Regions from separate parts of the Mus musculus genome. Here region 1 is linked to region 2. The links are chromatin contacts, called in public HiChIP or PLAC-seq maps. All regions are on one chromosome and are shown on one strand. The core of a region is the stretch at or near the end of the contact, and the rest is flanking DNA. Distances in the headings are between cores, read along the strand shown. Region 1 overlaps Slc29a3 (solute carrier family 29 (nucleoside transporters), member 3). Region 2 overlaps Cdh23 (cadherin 23 (otocadherin)).

Region 1 (5,978 bases), core at 2,573-5,072, 270 kb after region 2:
AGAGTGGACCCAGGACACATTTCTTTTTCTGGAAAGACCACTGAGGCTTCCTCTTGTGGTGGGCTCTCACCTGATATCAGTGCCTGGGCATTCCTCATGGGGAAGGAGCCTGTGAGGCCGTAAACGCTGCTATTGAAGATGGTGGAGGAGCTGCTAATGATGGCCATGCACGCGATGGTGAGGCTGAAGAAGCCTCGGGTCCAGGAGGAAGTATCCACCTTCACCAGCACAATCATAACCACGAAGATGGCCAGGGACACGGACAGTGAGGCCAGAACACGGACGTGCACCTGGACCCTGGGGAGAGGATGGGAAGCAGTGGGGAGTGGTTAGACTCCCCTCAGGCCTCTACATGGGTGAGGCTGGTGAGCCACAGGAGAGAAGGTGGTGAGCTCAATGGCGGGCATGCGTGACCTTGAATTCTGCCTGTCCCGTGACATCCGAGAGGAGACTTGGGGGCCCGGCTTCCACTTCTGCAGGGGGTTCGGGGGTGTCCATCTCCACATGGGGAAGTGGGGGGCTCCAGGGAGCTTTATGTAGCACAAAGACCCAAGCCCAGTGCGGGTCCAGGAGGCAGTGCCGTTTGTTACCAATCTGTGAGGCTCAAGGCCAGGCCACCCGACAAGACCCCACTTCTGCTACATCGCTGAACTCCTGATGATGGATCCAAATTTGGCAGCAGGGGAGGGAAGAGTGTCACCATCCACCATTGTTGATGTCACAAGACTTGGCTTGTGCCCAATTTTCTTCCAACTGTGCACACTCTGCCTAGGTGTGCAACTCCTTCACCTTCCATGGGGTTCCGTGGGACAGGCATACTCTTGGTCCCCTATACAAGGAAGCTGAGCTCAGAAAGGTTTAGGAGCTGGCTCAAGATCACTCGCTGTGAGGCCAGGAGCTCTCAGAAGTTTGTCCTAGATGGTCTTAGCTGGGACCACACCCTGACAGTCCCGCGTCAGGACCCCATGCATTCCATTAAAACACTGCACCCAAGCCAAGCCCTCCACCCTCCCCTCCCCCACCCCCACTGACCAGGGAGTAGGGCAGGGCTAAGAACCATCAGAGGTAGCTGTGCAGGGCTCTACCCTAATGGAGAGAACACCACCCGGAGGCTGTTGGAGCCACCATCAGATTAGAATCAGCTTTAGGCCTGACTAGATGTTCAATTCCAGTTTCCCACTAACGAGAGAGAAAGTAGGGGGGCGGAGAGAAAAGCCAGATTAGACGCAAAGATGTTGTCTGGATTAAAACAAGGACGAATGACAAAGTCAAACTTGAAAGGGAGAAAAAGAGATCTGTGTATGCAGCTAGGTGTGAATCCGTTTGCATGGAGGGAAGCAAGGGTTGTGACAAGCAGCTCCTCCCCCTGGCTGGTGGCCTGTCTGTGTCCTGAGAGTTTGGGGTTGAAGGGAGCTGCCTTGCATACCCCCCCCCCACATGCACACACCTCAGCCCACCCTGTGTAAGGGGAAGGAAGGACACACAGAATGTCCCTGGAGGCTGGGATGAGAACCTATGTGAATTTAGCCCCAGCCCGGACTCTTCTGTGACCCTGTGTCCTGACTGAGTGCCTGTCTTACACACAGGCACTGGGCAACAACTGTACATCTGGAGTGCAGGTGTGAACTCCAGAGTGGTGGGGGCTCAGTGCACCCCAGCACTAGGTACTCTGGGATGTTGGCAGAGGGCTGGTGACATCTCAGGGCACAGCCGAGGGGCCGCAAGGAAGAGAGCACGTGTATCCTTGGAAGGTCAGCCGCCTGAGCCTTGCCCGGATGAGCTGGAGACAGGCAAAACCCCAGCCTGCATGCGAGCGTCTCATCTACCTTATGAGCCAGGCCTTGATCTTCAGAGGGGGAATGGGGTGGGTCTGCAGGCCTGTCTGTCAGCATCTCCTCTCTGGGAGAGAAAGTGTCCCTTCCTGTCCAGCATGGCGAAGGAGGTGGGCTATACCACCTGTACCAGTCCAGCTTCAAAGAACAGCATTGGTGATCCTGGCTACCACAGGTTAGGGGGCTGCACATGGCCCACGCAGCCCAGTCAGTCCTTCCTGGGGTGGTGCCATGGACCGTACAGGAGCCTCTGTGTGAGTGTGTCCAGCGGCTGGCTGCTGCCACCTCGCCAGCTGTGTGTGGAAGGACTACAATATGGAGTGCACACCCCCCTCCCCCAAGAAGACGCACAGAGCCCTGGTATCGTAGGAAGGAGATCTCCAGCTATGCCTGAGGCTAAATCTGACTTTAACTTTCTATTAGAGAACAAATAATACTTCCTGTATGCTACTTGTTACTACTGTGCCCACTAATGGAGACATCGGAGTCCCAGGTGGGGGGGAGGGGCAGAGGGGGAGGGGGTGAACACTGCGTGAAACTCCAGAGATGGTGTCAGGACATCGTGGCCCAGGGTTAAGTTGGGCGCAATAGGCTAATGACTTCCCAGCAGTAGCCTAGAACCAATAGCTGGTGAGATTGGTGGATACCCATCCTAGCTCCCTCTCTGGGGTGGTGGTGGCTTCTTTAGATCCCTGGGGGCTCTGGTGGCTCTCTGTGGGGCTGGGTGACAAGACCTCCTCTCCTGGCTACTTTTTTGCTGTCTTTACCTTTACAACACCTACCCCCCCCACACACACAATTCACTACATGCTCTCAAACGTCTCCTTGTTTGGGGGCCTGCTTCTGGGACACATCTATCCTCCATAACCACGAGGACCCACACTGGGGGGGGGGGGGGCCTCTCCTGAGACTGTGCTTCAGGCAAGCTCGGGCTGGAGGAAGGGCCAGGTGGAGTGGCTGGACCCCTGGAGCCTGCAAAGGTATGGTACGTGAACCCCAATGTACTCTGTAGGCTTTCAGCCAAGCCTCAGGCTGGAGGTTCAAGGTGACCCTCCACACTTACCTGTCCCACTGAGATTCATCTTCCTGGCCTAACGAGCCACTTACCCACCCACAAGATATGGAAGGGAGAGCAGCAGCACAAAGCCTGGCTTTGTCTCGGATTTGCTGTGTGACCTCAGACAGACATTTCCTCTCTCCACCTTTCCTCCTTGTCTCCAACATGAACAGGAGGGCCTAGTGATGTGACGGTCCCTCGGGGGAAAAAAAATCCCCTTGGTGACACCGTGGGGCAAGTGACAAAATGGTTTTGGTTTTGTTTTTTTCCAGACAGGGTTTCTCTGTATAGCTCTGACTGTCCTGGAACTCACTCTGTAGACCAGGCTGGCCTTGAACTCAGAAATCCACCTGCCTCTGCCTCCCAAGTGCTGGGATTAAAGGCGTGCGCCACCACACCCAGCTAACAAAAAAGTTTAGATGCTTTTCCTGGGGCACCTGAGGAGGACTGCTGGAGCCAGAGATGGACCAGAAGGGAGGAGGTGTGGCTTCATCCCCCCACCCCCAAGCCATCTCCCTGTAGTTATGGTGATAAGGTCCTGTGGGGTGCCTGGGGCTTTGACAGGAATTGGTATCTTCTTAAGGGGGTGAGGGGCAAGAAGAACAAACAGCAAAGGCACCCACTGAAAGTGCTTATAGCTGTCCCTCACCGGCCCTACCCAGGGCTCCTTCCCAGTGGCTCTCTCCCTCCTGCTGAGCACTTTCCAGGAGAGCCCCCAGGTCCTCAGAAGCCCCACAGGAGCTAGTCTCAACGCCATGAAGTTGGAGGCCAACCTTATAGACACTGTGGGTGGGGTGGGGGGGACATTCCCACCCCACCCTTCCTGCAGGGAGAGTGGCTTGGGACGGAAGCTCTCGAGTTTCTAGGGAGGTCTAGGCTTATGCTGGCTGGCCTGCCTGGTGTTCTCCAGTTATGAGACAGGCTGTGAGGCCACATGGCCCTGATGATGCTGGAGGAGGGCTCGGGCCATCCACACTCCTCTCCCTTGCCACTGAGAGTCCAGGACCCCAGGGGACTGATTTCTTCCCAAGACTCTGGAATGTAAATCTGGCTCATCTGTATTTATAAAGCTGCAGATTTAACATAATAAAACACTTGGCGATTATGAATGAGCCAGTGAGAGAAGCCAGGGTGCTCCAGGAGGGAGGGAAGGAAGGAGACTTTTCAATCTTCCACATTAAATAAAAAACAGCTTCGCCCTAAACTGTCCTTGGCAGCTGGCAACCAGCGAGGCTGGAGAACCGTTTCCCTAAGGCCCTCAAATATTGCCTACAGCCCATAGTCTACTAGGAAACCTGTGAAACTACTTCCCTGCCCAGCCCCCTTCTAACCACCCTCCCCATGCCTAGCAGCCTGGAGCCTGGCCCAGGGGGCTACAAAGTCGGTAGCTAAGCACCCAGAGGTAGCCCAGGTTTCGAGTGCAGACAGTCTGAGGAGATCCCTCTAGGAATAAATCGTGCCCTTTGGCTTCAGTAGCCAAGTGACCTGCATAGGCACCTGAGTGAGTGAGCTGTTTTCCTTTATGCAAGGCCACTGATTGGCCACTGTCTGCTGTGACTGGAGGTCATACACTCCAAGGTCCCAAGAGGGTCTTTTCCCTGAACCGGATGACCCCAGAACTGGGCCAGCTTCTGGTTCCATGGCCACCAAGGGAAAAGATCAGGAATGTGGCTCCACTATGGCACATCTATGACCAGGAAAAATAGGATGTCATTCCAACCTCCTAAGTCGCCGTACATACAGGGTGGTGCAGTGAAGGGGTAGTAGGTATATGTTACCCCCTGACAGGTGGCAGTATGGATCACCTAAAGACGACAGGAATTCTTGTCCACAGGTAACTGAGCGACACTTGTGCCCAGGGCCACAGAGCAGGTGAATAGAAAAGTCACAAGGCCTGGAGGGGCAGAGGGTAGGTGAGGTGGGCCTCCCACCCTCTGCAGGTGCTCTTGTGCCTCGCCTCTTCTGGTACCCTCTCCTCTCTCTGGGCACTGTCTAGAACTCTACTCTGTCTTCGGTGGTTGGTAGTGCTGAGAGAACCCTTAAGTCAGCTCTTAGCCATGAGAGTAGGGGATAGACCCTGGCCAGGTGGAGCAGGGACCCCCAGAATAGCAGCTCTGAGAATGTCCTTGCTGGAGACCAGGTATGCTAGGAGAGGTTCTGGTCCCTGGTCCCTTGTATCTCTTAGCCTTGCCTGGAAACTATACTGGAAGATTTGACTGATAAAAAGAAGAGCTATCTGAACACGTCATCGGTGAGCCAATCGCACTGACACTTCATTCCACTCTACACGCTCATCGTCATAAGAGATGATGGGTGACATTAGTCATTTCTATGAAGGACGTCGTAAGTCCTTCATTGGGCCCCACAAGAGCAGCTCCATGGTACCCCATTTCCTAGGACCCCTTCTGCTGTACAGGAGCTCCAACCCCTCCCCAAAGCTCCTGTCTACTTATCTGTAACTTCCTTTCTAAATTCCACCCTCTGTGGAATTCTATCTTATTAGCAACACAAGAACCCAAAAGTCACCGGCTTGGGTGGCTTTAAGGGTGGGCCTTGGGTTTTCTGCAGCCTCTTCCTGCCTCACCCCAACTTAAGCTCACCAAGAGCTCAGAAAGGCTCTGTTGAACTCAAAGACACCTCAAAAATTTCCCATATCACTTGCACCCCCCAAGGGTGGATGTCTGAAGGCTAGGTATCTGGGAGGAGACCGCTGCAGGTAGCCCTAGGGGCCAGGAGTGAGGCTGAGTTCTCTCTCAGACTATACTTGGGTTTTAGAGGGATACAGGTTCTTTGATACTCCCTCCATGGACAGACAGGGTCCCTGTCCCCTTGAAATGGAGGAGGCTTTATGAGAGCTTAATCAGGTGAGTGTGACAAAAGTGACACTCTGTGGCTTGTCCCTGGCCCTCACGGAACATTTGTTCTTCAGTCACAATGGGAAGAGTCTCTGAGCCCATGTGAACAAGCCAATGAGGAGAGACAGACCGGGAGGCGGGAAAGGATGGGCATCTCCAGCCCCAGTGCTGTCTGACTGCATCAGCATGTTTCAGTGGAGCCTGGCTGACTCCGGAACCCCAGATAGTAAAAGA
Region 2 (5,793 bases), core at 845-3,344:
CAGGAAGATGAGGGAGAAGATGAGGAGGAGGAAGAGGAAGAGGAGGAGGAAGAGGAAGAGGAGGAAGAAGAGGAGGAGGAAAGCCCTTTTTTAGGCCTTTCACAGACTCTGTTCTCTCATGCCCTTAGGTTTGAAAAAAATACGATTGAGTGACTTTTTTTTTTTCTCAATCATATCTGATCACCAAGCAAAGCAAACTGGACACAGAAAAGCCACTTTCCTGGGGACATGGGAGGGGGGCTGGCTGGGCAGTGCGAGACAGACATCTGCAATCAGAAAGACTTGGACCTCTCTCTGGCCATTATCAAGCTGGGATTACGCGGAAAGGAGAGGTGTGGGGACAGACACACGTCTGAGGCTTAGTTAAGAGGGCCAGCATGGGCCCAGGAGATGGGATGGAAGAGAAAAGACAGTCCAATCAACCCCCTGGAGGAGCCGCCTACCCAGGGCTACAGCCAGCTCACCGGGTCCCCTCACTGAAGCATCCACCCCCTGCCCCCACCTCTGTGGGCCATCCAGGTGACAGGCAGCTTTTTAGACAAGTGGGAAGCTACAGAGGGGTACCGGGATGTTGGGGGGAAGGAGACTGATCATCAGGGCCATGTCCTCTCTCCAAGGTGATTTGACGCATGGGTGACATGCGCCGTGCCTGCTGTCATTGGTGGGTGCTGATTGGGTCAACACATGTTGTCGCTAATGAACATATTGATTCTACATTCTCTTGTTGGCTCACTGAATGGCGAGCCTCATATCTGATAGATTAAATGCCCACCCAATTGCCTGCCTGACATCTCCATCACTCCACCTGCCGAGCCCTAACCGATTTTACAGTCCCACATGACATGAAAAATTAAGGTCAGAGTTCATGGCTGGGAGAATGTATCACCCCAGATCTGAGCTCAGCAGAGATCTGTATCTCCAGGTCCTTTACTCTTCTGGGTTTTTAACCCAGGGTTTTTGGGGGATTAGCATCTTGTACCTGTTAGGGGCCAAGAAACAGTTCTGCCTCAGACTCATGACCTTTTGGCTTCCCATTCTCTTCCCCTGCCCCACCTCCTTCCCACCTAGCTGTCAGAACAGCCTAAAAGACTGGAGGCGTCCAGTCTTCTAAACCCAGCCTAGAAGACAGAAGAGCCAACAGCATCCTCATTTTGCAGATGCTGAGAGAGGGGGATTGAGGCTTACGGAGCAAAATGTTCCTCATCATTCAGCCAGTCCAAGACTAGAATCTTCCAATTGTAGGTTGTAAAGACTTAGCACACACAGTGGGAGCTCACAGAAGACTTCTGTCCAGTCTGGGCTCTCGGCTGGTGGGAAGATGGCTGGCAGGCTGAAGCTCTGATTCTGAGTTCTGCTGGGAAGCCAGTGAGGAGGGTAAACAGAGATCTACTTTGGATCTGTTATACAAGGTGACAGCCATCTTGTGGCCCCTTTAGAGGTGTGTGTGTGTGTGTGTGTGTGTGTGTGTGTGTGTGTGTGTGTAATTTTTCCCTCTGTAATTTGATTATGTGTTTCACAGGCACAAATTTCATAGATGAAAATGCCTTGTTGTAATCTAATCTCATGTAACAGAAGCATATGCATGCTTTTGCAACGCACAGGCTGTAGATTGGACACTCCTGGATTTAATGTCTACCCCTCCCCCAATTCTTCCTCATCCAATGAGGCCCAGGGAAGCAAAAAAAAAAAAAAAAAAAAAAAAAAAAGGTGGCTCCTAGATTCTAATGGGTCACAAGTACATTTTTTAAAAATTATGTGTAGTAGCATAGAATAGAAAAATACTGGGGCATGTCCCAGGATCAGGAAATTAAATGACCCTGTGGGGCATGTGCTTTTCAACCCAGCCAACGGGAGGCAGAGGCAGACAGATTATAAATTCAAGCCAGCCTGGTCTACATAGTGAGTTCTAGGCCAGCCAGGGTTATACAGTGAGATCCTGCCTCTAAAACAAAACAAAACAAAACAAAACAAAACAAAACAAAACAAAACAAAACAAAACAAAACAAAACATACCAAAGTCTGACAATCACTAGGTAAGTCAGCACCAGAAGGACTTTGAGCCACTGGGGAGGTGAGCTTGCAGGAAGTATGGCTTCCACGCCTCCCATAGTTACACAGCTGGGTCAGTCAACTCTGAGCCCCACCCCAGCTCCACATCTCCCAAACACACCCCGCGCACCTCTTAGTTTACCCCAAGCCGTCCTTCCTGCTGCTGTATAGACGGATTCATCTGAGGCCCCGGTTGCTCTCCTTGCCCGGGACTCCAGTCACCTCCCCCCAGACTGGGAACCTTCCCAGCTCCAGCCCAGGGCCCCTTCGCACAGGCCTTTGGTTTGTGATTGTTTATGAACTTGCTCCACTCCTGGCCGATTTTACAGCCATCCTCTGTCCCTTTGCCCACAGGATCCATTTTCTTTGCTCCGGTGTTCTTAGTACAATTGGCCTGAGCAAGAACCATCATCGGCCAGCCTACGGAAGGGTGACTTCCGGATTGAAAGTCTAGGTGTAGGAGGGGACCGTCTGGGGACAGGTGATTCCAGGCCAGTGTGGGAGGTTTAGAGAGCACTCCGCCAAGTCCTTCTGTTTTCCAGAAAAGGACACCAAGGTCCCTGGTGAGGTACTCGCTCAAGGTCACCCGTGGGTGGTCCTACTTTTACAGAACTCAAGCAACTACAACAACACTGAATAGGAAGCGGGGTGCAGGGCTTGGGGTCAACACAGGTGGAATCAGAGCCATGGCTCAGCTGCCCTGGTGAGCTATACCAGCTTCCCTGGACCTGTGTCGTTTGAACCATAGTTATAGAAAACATGAAGTGCCCAAGAGTCACTCAACTCCTGGGATCCATCACCCGGGATGCTACTGAGTATCTTTTGCCTTTTACTTTGGGGCAGAGGAGCTGGAGAAGATGGCTCAGCAGTTAAGAGCACTGACTGCTCTTCCAGAGGTCCTGAGTTCAATTCCCAGCAACCACATGGTAGCTCACAACCATCTGTAATGGGATCTGATGCCCTCTTCTGGTGTGTCTGATGACAGCTACAGTGTACTCACATACATAAAATGAATAATCACTGGGGCAGAGATTGGTGGCCAGCAGCTCCTGAGGCTGGTAGGTTCTGGGGACACCTGTGACAGAAGCTGCGCACGCAGCTCTGCAGAGCCTGGCAGCAATAGGTCAGTTTGGTAAAAATAGATACACTGAAAGGCTGATTCTCTGAGAACCATCATCAGCCAGGCTGGTGCACTTCAGGGGTAGAGGTGGGGGACCCTGGCTTTATACCCTAACTCAGCCCAGAAACTGGAAGTCTCAGTGGCCTCCTTCTTCACTTCCTCCTCACCTGCAAGCCCAGCCCCACCCCACTCAGAACTCTGGGTCCTACCACGGAACCCCATCCTATTTTGGTTTTAGGATTGATATTTAGATGAAGGAGATAAACAGTGGCAGGAAGCACTGAAGCCTGACAGCTAGAGGAACCTGTCAATCACCTTCAGCAGCCTGGCCCCTCCCCCCACCACACATATTCCAACGCACAAACTCCAACAGGACATGAACCAAGAGCCCACCAAAGGGGTCCCCTTTGGGGACAGCCTTAGGTACCCTTCAAATGGAGGGACCAGAGTGTCCACGAAAGCTTCTAGGCCAGCTTGGGAGCTGGGCCAGTGACCTGCTATTTCCTGGGTTTTTTTTTTTTCCTCCTTCCCTCCTCCTCTCCCCCCCTCCTCCCCCTCCCCAGGCTGCAGATAAAGAATTCAATTTTCTTTTAAACGGTGGGGAAATTGGAAGAGATTTTGTTCTGTTTAAGCACAGCTGGAGTCTCAGGTCTCTAGGGCTTCCAGAACAAGGAGGTCAATTAAGATGCCAGTGGTAAAGGTTGGCGGGAGGGGGTGGGGTGGGGAATGGGGAATCAGATCGGCCCATGGGAAGGGCGGCTGAGGAGGGGGTGGGGGGGATTCTAAGTTACCATAGAAGTGCTGTCTTCCCAAGGATGACCCCTGTCTTTTGTGGGATTTGGTAAACTATCCAGATGGGGCCTACCCATTGGGCTGAGCAAGCAGACTCCCTGACTAATAATTCACGCTGTGAGTTCTGCTGGCAGCTGTATGCCATGGTAGAATCGAGTCAAATGAAAGCCATCAGAAGCAGGGAGCCGAGCTGTTCTCGAAAGCCTGGGATGGCTGGTGGACACTTGCTCTTTGTAGGCCCTGGACTGTGACCCTGAGGAGACCCCCTCATACTGTTAAAGTAGAAACCCTGGTTTCTCAGGGCACAGAGCATGAGTCCAGAACCCAGGGAGACAGCAGCCTGCCCCAGGAGCCTGCCGGGAGAAGGGAGGCGTGATTGCTGCCCTGTCTGTAGGTTCTATAGGCCCCTTTCTCCATGAAGGTACCTGGTCAGTTAAGGGAGGGCGGCACCAAGGTGGGTATGATTGACAGGTAAAGCCCAGGTCCCAGGTGAGCTGGGGGAGTGGATTATGCAGAGCAAAAGGTGACCCGCTCCCCATCCAGGCAGCAGAAAGGTCACCCTCAATTCTCACCTTGCTCTCCTGTAGCTAATAGCTCACCTTCTACCCTGCCCTCCTCCACCTCTGTCCCCCTTCACCCTGTCTCTTTGAAGCCCTCCCTTTCCTGAGGGGAATCCTCAGAAGATGTCTGGGTGACTCTCTTTTGGGGGCTGAACTGGAAGCCAAGTCTAGACAGGGGACAAGAATGGCCTAGGGTCACACACATAATCTCAGTACCTGACTAATGGGGTATCCAGCACAGAAAAGCACTCACACTTGAAAAAGAAATTCCGTGGACTGACTGAGTAACTTAGGGTAACACTGTTTACTGTCGCTGTGCCTCAGTTTCCCCAGGAGGCCTTTGTCCACTCAGTCTCCTGCCACACGCCCCCAGCAAGTTTCCTTTGATCCCCCGCCCCCTTACACAGGATTCAAAGCTATGTTGAAGATCCCTGAGAAGAAGCCGGTCAGGGAGCAGGGGAGGGGGAGGGAGCACGGAGGAGAGATGGGTGCGTGCTGGAGGGCTTCCTGTTGGAGGTGGGCACAGTGGGCTGGCTCTTACAGTCAAGAGGATCAATAAATTGAGGGGAGGCACAGCAGATACTAGGACAGGAAAGGCTGAGGATGTGAGGGAGGATGGAGGGTCTGGGATGCAGGACAGCAGGTGTCAGGACCTGGTTTGCTGAGGCACTGAATGCCAACCCAGGTCCAGAGTGCTTAAACTCAGTAGCCAGCAAGTGTCGAGGGCAGGGGTTCTCTACCTTCCTAATGCCTCTTATTGACATTGAGACCCTTTGACACAGTGCCCCATATTAGGGTGACCCCCAACCATGAAATTATTTTCATTGCTACTTCATAATTGTGATTTTGCTACTGTCATGAATCATAAATCATAAAGTAATTATCTGATATGCGGACAGTCTTAGGAGAACTCTCTGACAAGGTCATTCAACCCCCAAAGGGGTTGTGACCTACAGGTAGAGAACCCCTGGACTAGGCTCCTGTTTCTCCAGGAGGGTCCTATGAAGGTGAACCCTCCAGGCCCTGCCAGCCCTGGAGAATTTCTGTATCTCTGATTACAGAATCCACAAGTATAATGATATGGTGGCGGCTGTGTTTGGGTGATATGGTGGTGACTTCTATCACCCAATCAGAACAGAGACAAGCTGCGTGTGAACAGAGGCACTAGCCCGTGTGCAGAGCAGGCAGGAAGTGAGTGTTAGCTGATGGTGGGCTGACAGGTGCAGGAGTGGGCAAGAGCTGTGGAGAGCGTCTGAGTTTCTTTTCTTTCCT

Evidence for each region. HiChIP or PLAC-seq counts read pairs in DNA pulled down with a chosen protein or histone mark.
Region 1: an H3K4me3 HiChIP or PLAC-seq map of embryonic stem cells shows a contact between it and region 2, with 2.4 times the contacts expected there. The contact joins two enhancer-like sites. A contact is called at or near these places in 1 of 484 Hi-C or Micro-C datasets (embryonic fibroblasts), 5 of 115 datasets of contacts at active chromatin or transcription factors (embryonic basal ganglia, embryonic stem cells and large pre-B cells) and 1 of 9 other capture datasets (adipose tissue).

The regions. Positions count from the first base shown.
Region 1 is chr10:60,723,694-60,729,671 of GRCm38.p6, forward strand. It overlaps Slc29a3 (solute carrier family 29 (nucleoside transporters), member 3), which reads right to left. Exons shown (of 6, transcript NM_023596.3): 4 at 71-297. Among named protein-coding and RNA genes, the nearest start is that of Slc29a3, 26 kb to the right of the region's middle. Within about 2 kb of position 3,823, at least 13 of the 459 cell types and tissues checked have an H3K27ac peak or open chromatin away from gene starts, as enhancers often do. A contact at or near this core is called in embryonic stem cells, where this site is marked.
Region 2 is chr10:60,453,272-60,459,064 of GRCm38.p6, forward strand. The region is part of intron 15 of Cdh23 (cadherin 23 (otocadherin)); the gene reads right to left. Among named protein-coding and RNA genes, the nearest start is that of Gm17455, 56 kb to the left of the region's middle. Within about 2 kb of position 2,095, at least 5 of the 459 cell types and tissues checked have an H3K27ac peak or open chromatin away from gene starts, as enhancers often do. A contact at or near this core is called in embryonic stem cells, where this site is marked.